3 separate regions of the Rattus norvegicus genome follow, and regions 1 and 3 are each linked to region 2. Evidence: chromatin contacts called from public Hi-C data. All regions are on one chromosome and are shown on one strand. Each heading gives the region's core, a stretch centred on a gene start, on an enhancer-like site or on the middle of the called end of the contact. The rest is flanking DNA. Distances are from core to core; before and after follow the strand shown.

The links. A called contact is a pair of places that touch in the nucleus more often than the background predicts.
Region 1: a Hi-C map of liver shows a contact between it and region 2, with 6 times the contacts expected there. The contact joins the promoter of Mms22l here to the promoter of Ndufaf4 in region 2. A contact is called at or near these places in 2 of 12 Hi-C or Micro-C datasets (frontal cortex and liver).
Region 3: a contact with region 2 is called in a Hi-C map of liver, with 4 times the contacts expected there. The contact joins the promoter of Ufl1 here to the promoter of Ndufaf4 in region 2. A contact is called at or near these places in 3 of 12 Hi-C or Micro-C datasets (the A7r5 cell line, liver and mammary epithelial cells).

What each region holds. Positions count from the first base shown.
Region 1 is chr5:42,992,984-42,996,276 of GRCr8, forward strand. It overlaps Mms22l (MMS22-like, DNA repair protein), which reads left to right and starts at 1,431. Exons shown (of 24, transcript NM_001135780.1): 1 at 1,431-1,989; 2 at 2,789-2,914. The coding sequence starts at 1,832.
Region 2 is chr5:43,400,221-43,403,252 of GRCr8, forward strand. Ndufaf4 (NADH:ubiquinone oxidoreductase complex assembly factor 4) reads left to right here and starts at 1,575. Exons shown (of 3, transcript NM_198783.2): 1 at 1,575-1,746; 2 at 2,009-2,112. The coding sequence starts at 1,611. It overlaps LOC134478951 (a long non-coding RNA gene), which reads right to left and starts at 1,522. Exons shown (of 2, transcript XR_010051729.1): 1 at 1,286-1,522.
Region 3 is chr5:43,789,928-43,793,059 of GRCr8, forward strand. Ufl1 (Ufm1-specific ligase 1) reads right to left here and starts at 1,755. Exons shown (of 19, transcript NM_001126279.1): 1 at 1,632-1,755; 2 at 643-788. The coding sequence starts at 1,708.

The DNA.
Region 1 (3,293 bases), core at 181-2,680, 410 kb before region 2:
AAGACTTGACTATATACATTTGATAAGGTTCCAACCTTGCTTTGGGCTTTGGTTTGTTTTACCCAATGAGAGAGAAACATGGAATGTGGTAAGACGTTTGAGCATTTAATCCGGTCAGGTTTTTCCCCACTTGGCTGGGGGTGTGGGGCAACTGTTGTTATGTTCCTTAGTGAAGGCAATCATTGTTTTGTGACTATAAGTTAGTTGATTGCCTCCTACAGGTATAGCTCTCATTCCTCCCTAGTCATTCGTGTTTACCCTTACTTTTTCAGCTTAAGAATGCGAATGTCTTTATTAGCTGTGGGTGCTTAGTCATCACATTTTGGGATCCAGCAACCATGTACACACCTTTGTAAGTGACCGTTTAATTAAGTATGACCTTAACCATCCTCTATCATTTATTTTGTTCTTCCCATTCCATGACTCACATAAACTGAACTCACATAATCAACAACAGGTATTTAAACAAAGACAACAGACAAGAGTGTATTGGAATGCTGACTGGAGGAAGAAAAATAGTCATCTGAGAAACTGTTCTGATTGTAGTGCCAATGCTCAATCTTATACTCAGAAAACATACCCTTAACATCACCGTGGAAGGGACCCTCATGATACAGACTAGACTCATCACCAACTATAGATATGATTCCGTAGTCAACAAAACAAAACAAAACAAAACAAAACAAAACAAAACAAAACCATCAGGTCTCAGAGTACCTCAACTGAGCTGCACAAATACATCTACTACTACAGTAGCCGTACATTGTGGTAGGATTTTTTTTTCCTTTACTTCACATGTCTTTTGAAAATACGTTGCATTTTATGTAAACATCTAAGAGTTAAGATAGATTCCCTAAGAGGTCGATGTCGGCAGGACAAGCTATATATTCAAATCACAGCAGGTATTTGAATTCAAATCCCGCCTCCATCTCAAGATAGTAATATTCGAGTCCATTTTAAAGAACAGTTTGTTATGTTTGAGGAAAAAGCAATCTGACTTATTCAATGTGTCCGAACAACGGATTCTCTTCTCCCTTGTGGTCTTCTGGCACACTGCTTCAGAGCAGAGGGCATCCACCACAGGAAAGCCTGGGTGGGTTCCAGAGCAGAAAGAGGGTGGATCGGCTGCGGGCGGCCGAGGCAGATGCGGGGAAGCTGATCCCGGCTGTCCTCGGACGCTCCTCTCTTGCCTCAATCCAGAGCTACGTTTTAGTAAAGTGGTCTCACCTCCCAAGCTCTCAAAGTTACTCAGAACGTGGAAGCAGAATGCCTATCCCTGTCCAGACCGACAAGCTCTCGCGAGAGCTCGGGCAGCGCTAGACTTTTCATTGAGGACTCGCGAGAGGGCGGTGCCGGAGGCGGGGCACGCCGTGGCGGGAATTTCGCCTGCTTCCGGTTTTCTGTGGCGGGCGCCGAGTTCCTTATCTCCAGTATCGGATCCCGCGATTTTCCTGAGCGCTCTCCCGCCCCGAACGCCGCGCTGCGGCGGAGGGAGGCGGCGGGGCTCCGTGCACCATCCCGACCCGCTCCAGGAAACCAGCTTGAGGTGCGTGAGGGCCTCCAAACCCACTGCAGCCCGGAGGGAGCGAGGGCGGCGTTGGAAGTCCTGGCGGCTCCGGTGTCTGGGGCCGGCGCCCTAGAGGACGCCCGGAGGTTTCTGAACCTGTTGCCTTCTCAGCTTCTCTGTTTTAACTTTGTTTTCCCCATGTGCTGAGGGCACATTTTGGGTCTCCGAGGTGGTCCCTTAACCTTTCAACTTCTTGCAACTTGTCTTTGGAGCTTTACCGATAACTACGGAGCCGCGGTGTCATTTCCGAGCATGATGTAAATAATGGATGGCGGTTCAGCAGCGTCCACCTTCTTGACTGACAGCTTAGAGCTGGAGCTGGGGACAGAGTGGTGCAAACCCCCCTGCTTTTCTTGCGCTTTTGACAGCAGAGACGGAAAATTTTCTGGAGAGTCCTACCTTGCCAGTGGCGCCCTTAAGCGGTAGGTAAAAAGGGAATTGAGGATCCCCATCCCCAACAGTGTTGGTTAGTTATCGCTAACGTCTAAACTTAGGTGCTGAACCAGCCTCGTTTTATATAAGCTTGAGTATATAGAAGGTTCCCGACAGCGTTCGTGCCCTGGCTGCGTTTTCAGTGTTACAGAGGACTTTCTGGATAATTGATAATCTCTTTGGCGTAGGTAGCCGGACATTTAATTTACTTAGACTGGTTTCAGAGCAGCCCTGTCTTTTGGAACTTGTATTTCCTTTTAAGGACAGTAGTTATCTATACGTTGTCAATAATTTATAAGTAGAACCTGACAGTGTTTATTGCTTCGGTTCTTCCCACTTCTAGGCCTCTGCATACAGAATTCATAAGCATGTTAGTCGAATGAATATTGCAATAACATTGCTGTTCTTGAACTATTTTGGTAATGCCCTTTGAGGAAATTTCATTAAAAGAAACCATTTTTTTGTTGATTTTTTTTAAATTATACCTTTTTAAACCTTAAAACACATTACATAACTATGTGTTGTCATTCTTCATAATACAGAATATTTGGTGTTTTAAAAAGTAATAGTCTCATTTAAAGATAAAATGACATAAGGCCACTTTGTGTATCTCCTAGAATCCATTTAGACTTTTCTTTTTGAGTTACATTACTTTTTACCTGTTTTATACAACATAAGGTGTAAAGTACCCCCCCCCGCACACATATATTTGTCATATATATATATATATATGACATATATATATGTCATGTATAGTCTGGATTCAAATGTTTGTCCTTTTCATTACAGGTTAATTTTAAATCTTGATCCATTACCAACTAACTTTGAAGAGGATACAGTAGAACTATTTGGCATCCAATGGGTTACTGAAACAGCACTAGTACATTCATGTCGAGAACTCTTTCATTTATTCAGGTATGCATGAGTCTATATTTTAATTCTAATGCTGTCTAGTTTTATAGTGCTGTTTTCTCCACTACTGATTACAAAAGCATCAGGGGGCAGGGTCTCAACTGTAGCCAATGTGTAGCTAGGTCGACCTAGAACTTACATGGCAATCCTTTCTTAGCCTGCCTTCCAGTGCTGGAATTAGAAGCAGGAGCCATCATAGATAAAGACTTGAACTATATTTCATGACCCCGCATAAAGAGACGTCAGTGTATCTTTATTATATGCTGTAAATTTTTTTCTTTTTAGGTTAATAAAAAAAAATGTTTATGAGTGTTTTTGAGTGCCTGTATGTATGTGTCCCACATGCATGTGTGGTGCCCACAGAGGTCAGAAGAAGGCATTG
Region 2 (3,032 bases), core at 325-2,824:
ACGCTCCAGGATTTATTTTCATTATGATTACCAAAGTAGGATAGCCAAAGGGGATTCTGCTGGAGCCTGTCTGCCTTGTTTTGGTTTTTAAGGGTCTGAGTAACCCTAGGCCAGGCTAGATAAAGCACTAGGCTCACCTGAGCATGTCTCTTTCAATATCAAACCCAAGCTTTGTCTGTGTGTAGAAATTCACAGGTCTTTAATTTTGTACTCGATGCTGTCCTGGACTTATTTGAAACTCCAGTGTAAGGTTACTTTCATATTACCCGAAGTTTGGTGCAATTACATGAAAATGAGATTTTCACTTTTAAAATACTTTAGCAGGGAGTGATTAGAATTGCTACTATAATTCTTAAAGCACACAACAGATTTAATGTAGCTGAGGAACATTTCTCGGCACTCAGAGAAATTGGTTTTTATAAATTCACCCAATTATGAACTTGTTTTAAAGCTCTCAGATGGAAATCTTGGAGCAGCCTGCCACCTTCAGGATAACTAACAAATTAACTCACTGAACGAGGTTTTTAGCTTCTGTATGTCCCATCTCCCAATACAGCCGTCACCAGAAAATGTTTCATAAGCAACAGTGAGAACTTTACCCCTCTAGTGTTTTCCCCTATTATGAAGCCGTCTAGTTGATAATAGTGGTTTAAAAAATTAACACCCCTCCCCCTAATTTTTGTTTTGGTTAGACACGACCAATCTATTTCACCTAATCAACCAGGCTAATATTTCTAATAGATTTCACAACCACAGTCTGGGAGAAATATTAATTCGGAAACTTATTTTCTTTCTGGTGGGCTTTAAAAATGTACGGGTCAATCACATCGAACCGTTTCAGAAGTAAAAAGGAAGAGTCAAAGGGGGACGGAAGAGGAGGGGAAAGGAAGACAGAACGTGTAACGTTGATTTCCCCCCCCCAAATACACCGTTAAAACCCAAGTTTCACCAGGGTCTCCCAAGATTACTGAAACTCTGAGAGGCAGCCGAGTTGAGAAATGGGACTGAGAAGAGCAGGGTGATCCGGTGCTTACAGAGGAGTACGTCAAGTTTGTAATACGAATATGAGGAGGAAGAAACTTCATAGCATTGGGGACAAAGTGACGGGAAAATGGTGTGCAAAAATAGTGGAAGAGTTAAAACAAACAAACAAAACCTAAACAAAATTGGCTCAGAAATGCACCAGGCAGGGGACAGGAAAATAAGGGCTGTCAAAACGGGAAGAACGGCTGAGAACAAATATTCTCTATTTTCGTTTCTCAAAAGCATAGGCAGGTAAATTTACCATGACTTTGCACTCTACCCTCTGAAGAGGTTGGAAGATCTCCGCCTTACACTTTAGCTACTCGGGATTTTGCAACAGCTCTTAACTCCCTAGTCCCCGGCGGGCGTCCCTAGCAATGCCCGCAGTAGTCCGCGCATGCGCCCCTGTGGAAGAGGGCGGAGCGGAGTCCAGCATGCGTCCTCCTGGCCGCTAGAGGGCGACGAGCGCACCGTCGGCGTTTTACCGGTGCCTGACCCCTACTCTACGCATGCTCCCTGCACACAGAGGTCAGTCGCGCCGGTGTTTCCCCACGTGCGTAGTGAACTAAGGGCATCATGAGGTAGAGATGGGGGCTCGCATGACCCGCGCCTTCAGGAACTTCAACGTGGAGAAGCGAGCGGAGCAGGAGATCAGCAAGAGGAAGCCCTCCATGGCACCCAAGCACCCTTCCACCCGCAGTCTCCTGCAGGAGCACCTGAGTCGTGAGTGCGGCCCCTTCCAGGCCTCCGGTGACATTGAGGTCGTCCCCGCGCGGGCTCCGGTGGTGGCAGCGGCAAGGAATCCCAGAGCCCAAGGCAGCCCGTGCTCTCTTCCGGGGTCTGCACAGGATGCGCGCAGAGTCTCGCCCTAATGTTTGTCCCTAGATGTCCAGATGATTGTTTTTTTTTAATTGTCATACATGTTTACGATTTTAGGGATATTTTTTTCTTTAAAAAAAAATTACGGCCTTTTTTCTTTCCCTAGAGTATCCAGAAATCGAGGAAGAAGTTTCTAGAAAAGATAACAAGCTGCTGTCCTTACTAAGAGATGTATATGTCAATTCCAAAGATCCGGTGCCTTCCTTGCCGGTAATGTATACGTTAATTAACTCACCAATTTATTTTGGAGGTGTGAGGAGGCGATCAAGAAAAAGAGGGAAACGGGTGAAAGTGCTAAGTGTGTGGAGCGGTGGTCAGTGCAAAGAAGCACAGCGATCTAGACACGGGGTTTGGCTTGTTGGATACTTAGGGTATACTGAAAGACCTGTGAAGGGATTGATTGAATGGACCTGTGTGAATTATTTATTGCTAAGTTATAGGGTTTGGTTACACACTTTTTAGTGGTTAGCTGAGCGACAAATAAGACTTTGAGAGCTACTTTCATATTCTGTAAATTAAGATGCTTTTAATGACAGCCTCAATGTTTGGGAGTTTGTGGGAACATGTTCATATTTTTGAGGCTGTGTCCCAACAGGATGTGTAATATTATATGTAAGTTAATATAGTATGCTGGAATGGTGGGCCTGTCTCATGTGTCAGGTGTGTTTATGTGCAGTGATCAGAACAGACCGTGTACTCTCTGAGGCCCATGATATGCTGCAGTCTACAGACATTAAGTGGGTGAGCAGTTATACAACAATAGTGTAATTACAGACCCAGGAAGATGAGGGACTGCTTCTGAGGAAATTACATTTAACCCTGGGCCTGGAGTGTGAATTGAAGTTGCAGTCCGTAAGGTGAAGAGTTAGATTAAATGAAGAGCCATAGCTCCCAAAGGTTTTTTGCATCATAAATCTTTTTGCATTGTCTAATACTAAGCAAAAGATTACTATTATAGCTACTTATATAATATTTATAATTTAATAGCAACTGTAGGATTCAGTTACCTCCAGATTCTCACACAAAAGATACATTGATTGGTGGCCATAATCTATTATCTTTAAGCTGAGCAATACTTGGAACTAGGGTTTCTCATTTATGCTAAGCCTGGGTTTGTTTGTTTTGTGTGT
Region 3 (3,132 bases), core at 505-3,004, 390 kb after region 2:
TGATGGTACTAACTATACTTCATAATACGATGGGTCTCAGGCAATAGTACATCAATTTACAAAGTTGCTTTTTAATTAGTTTTTTAAATTTAATTTTTAATGCAGCTTTAATATTTAAGATTAAATATTTTAAAATCTTATGAAATCCCTATTACTCCTTTATAATTAACTACCTGATCACTGGCAGCTAGGTACTCACCCCTGGGTCATGAAGTAAATTAATGTACATACATATACATTATATATATATGTATATATATATACACACATATGTATATATTATATATACATACACACACACATACATACACCTATATTTAATTCAACCCAACAAACACATGGTATTTGTTAAGTGACAAGAGTTAAGATCATGTTTGCATGAACCTGTAAGATCACGTTCATATATACATACAAAGGGTGACTGCCTAAACCTGTGAAGGTTGATTATCATCAAGTTATCAGTTGAGAAGGGTTACAGCTTGTGGTAGTATTTGCCTAGTATGTCCAACACAAGGAGGAAAGAAAAAGGAGCAATTGAGGAGAATGCTTTATAAGCCCCATGTAGTTATTTACTTATGATTTTAGTGTATTTCCTTCAAACATCCAGTAAAGACAAAGGCAGCCCACTGAGGAATTACTTACCACCTCGGACATGTAGCTCATCTCTCATTTCTTTACTGATCTGGGCTGGAGTGATATATTCCTTCCCATCAAGCGTATGAACTACTTCCAGCTGTTTCTGAGAGATCAATTTATTCACAATCTCAATGCAGTTCCGCTCTGACAGCCTGCGAGAAGGCATAAGTTTAAGAGTGTTCTTGATATGTTCCACAAAAAAGTATTTGAAAACAAAATTCTGAGTAACTTCTACACTACAAAATCCGTCCTTTATTAGTATAATAATACTGGTTGAGTAATTAAAAAAAAAAAAAAAAAAAACCTCGAGAGTAAGCAAGTTTACATTCCCTTGAATTATTTACTTAGTTCACACACATCACTGTATCTAAAGATGTTCTCTTCTAGTCCGGCCTTCAAATATCAACATTTTCAGTTGAAAACAAAACTTTTCTTAAAAATCACAGTACCTTACTGGTACGGTAGTTGGTGGACAGACAGGACATCTGACTCAGCCACGCAGTTAACTTGCACTAGGTTTGGTTTCTTTGGTTTTGTTTGTTGTGAGGGTGTATGTATGTCTGTAGCTCTCAATGTTATAGAACAGCATCAACGAAGTGGTGTTTTTAGGTCCGGAAGAAATAAAATACTACAAGAACTCGTTTACAAGGAGCAAAAAAGTCTATTCGCCTTCTAAATATGATCTGTAATCATGGGCGCAGATTTTGGCCACTCCCCCAAAGGTTTCTGAAGTGTAGAAAAGTCAGTGTCCGGGAGTTCCTAAAAATGACAGATGGCGAGTGGGTCTGTCTTAGACCTGTGGCCGCAGGTAAAAAGGATTTAGAGGAGGGAAAGGCTACTTGCTGCGCGCTGCACTGGCATCTTGGCAAGCTTGCTCTAGGCCGGGCAGCAGGGAGCACTTTTACTGACAGCCGCCCACCGATACCCAGCAGGCAGTGCGGGAACGGGGCAAGCGTCCGGGCCTAAGCTGGCTCCACACCGCAGGGAACCAGTACCTTTGCGTGGACTCAGCAAACTGCGCCCGCTGGAAGTCAGCCGCCAGACGCCGGATCTCCTCCCAGGCGTCCGCCATCACTGCTCCGCTCTCCGCGACACCGGGAAACGGCAGACACGTCAGCCTTCAGCCCTCCACTGGCACCCTGAGACGGGCCGCGCGGAGGGCCAAGAGACCTGCGTCAACAAAAACCGCAAACAGAAACGCTAAGGCGGAGCGCTCCGCCCTCAGTTGGGCGTGGCCTATGTGAAGTGGCTTTATAAACTGCTACAAAGCACTTCTAAAGCTGACTCAGTAATCCTTCTTTTTGTAAGGTTTCTGTCCAGCAACCATCAAATGACCTTCCGCCCTTGTAGAGCGGACGAGACATACTTCTTTTGTCGGACTTTTACAAACTGTGACTGATCCACTTTGAACAGTGAATGGGGCTTTTACTTGAGCCAAGAATGAAGTCCGTTTTAGAGAAACTTGTTGATCCACATTACTGCATCAGTTTGAGTTTTGTTTTTCCAAAATGAGTCTATTTGGATATTGCAAACAACATGGAGTTGAGTTTATGTGTTTTAGAGCTTGTTGTTGTGGTGGTGGTGGTGGTTCTTCTTCTTCTTCTTCTTCTTCTTCTTCTTCTTCTTCTTCTTCTTCTTCTTCTTCTTCTTCTTCTTCTTTTTCTTCTTCTTCTTCTTCTTCTTCTTCTTCTTCTTCTTCTTCTTCTTATTATTATTATTATTATTATTATTATTATTATTTACTCAGACAAAGGAGTGACCATTGCTGGGAGTGAAATGTGGCGTGGGGGAGGCAGTTGCCTTGTACTTCTTAGACAAGAAAACTGCTGCTATTGTTTATTTCCACACACCACTCTCCCATCTTAATCAGTGGGAAATTCCACTGGTTACAAATTACAGCCTGGTTGTACTTAGTAAAGAATATTTTGCTTCTTTCCCATGTAAATATACTAGTCTATATAACATGTCCAGTAGATAAATCCATTAGTCTTCTAAAGTGTCTAGCTTTAATTAGAATTTAGAGATCTCCATCATAAAGCCTGACTTTTAAAATTCTCTCCACCTTATCCTTTGAAGCTGGGTCTCTAGTAAGGTAGGTCAGCCTTGCCTCAGGTAGGTTCACTGGTCAGTGAGCCCCTGAGGAGCCTCTTGGCTTCACCTCCCAGGCAGATTGCTCATACCCAGGTTTCCAGATGAACTTTGGGCTGTGAATTCACGTCTGTAGGCTTACAGAAAGCACTGTAACCATCAAACATCTTCCCACCCACCATTTTCACTATCCCTGAACTCAAGCAGTATTACAGAGCAATAGTCATAAAAACTGCATGGTATTGGTACAGAGACAGACAGATAGACCAATGGAATAGAATTGAAGACCCAGAAATGAACCCACACACCTATGGTCACTTGATTTTTGACAAAGGAGCCAAAACCATCCAATGGAAAAAAGATAGCATTTTCAGCAAATGGTGCTGGTTCAACTGGAGGGCAACATGT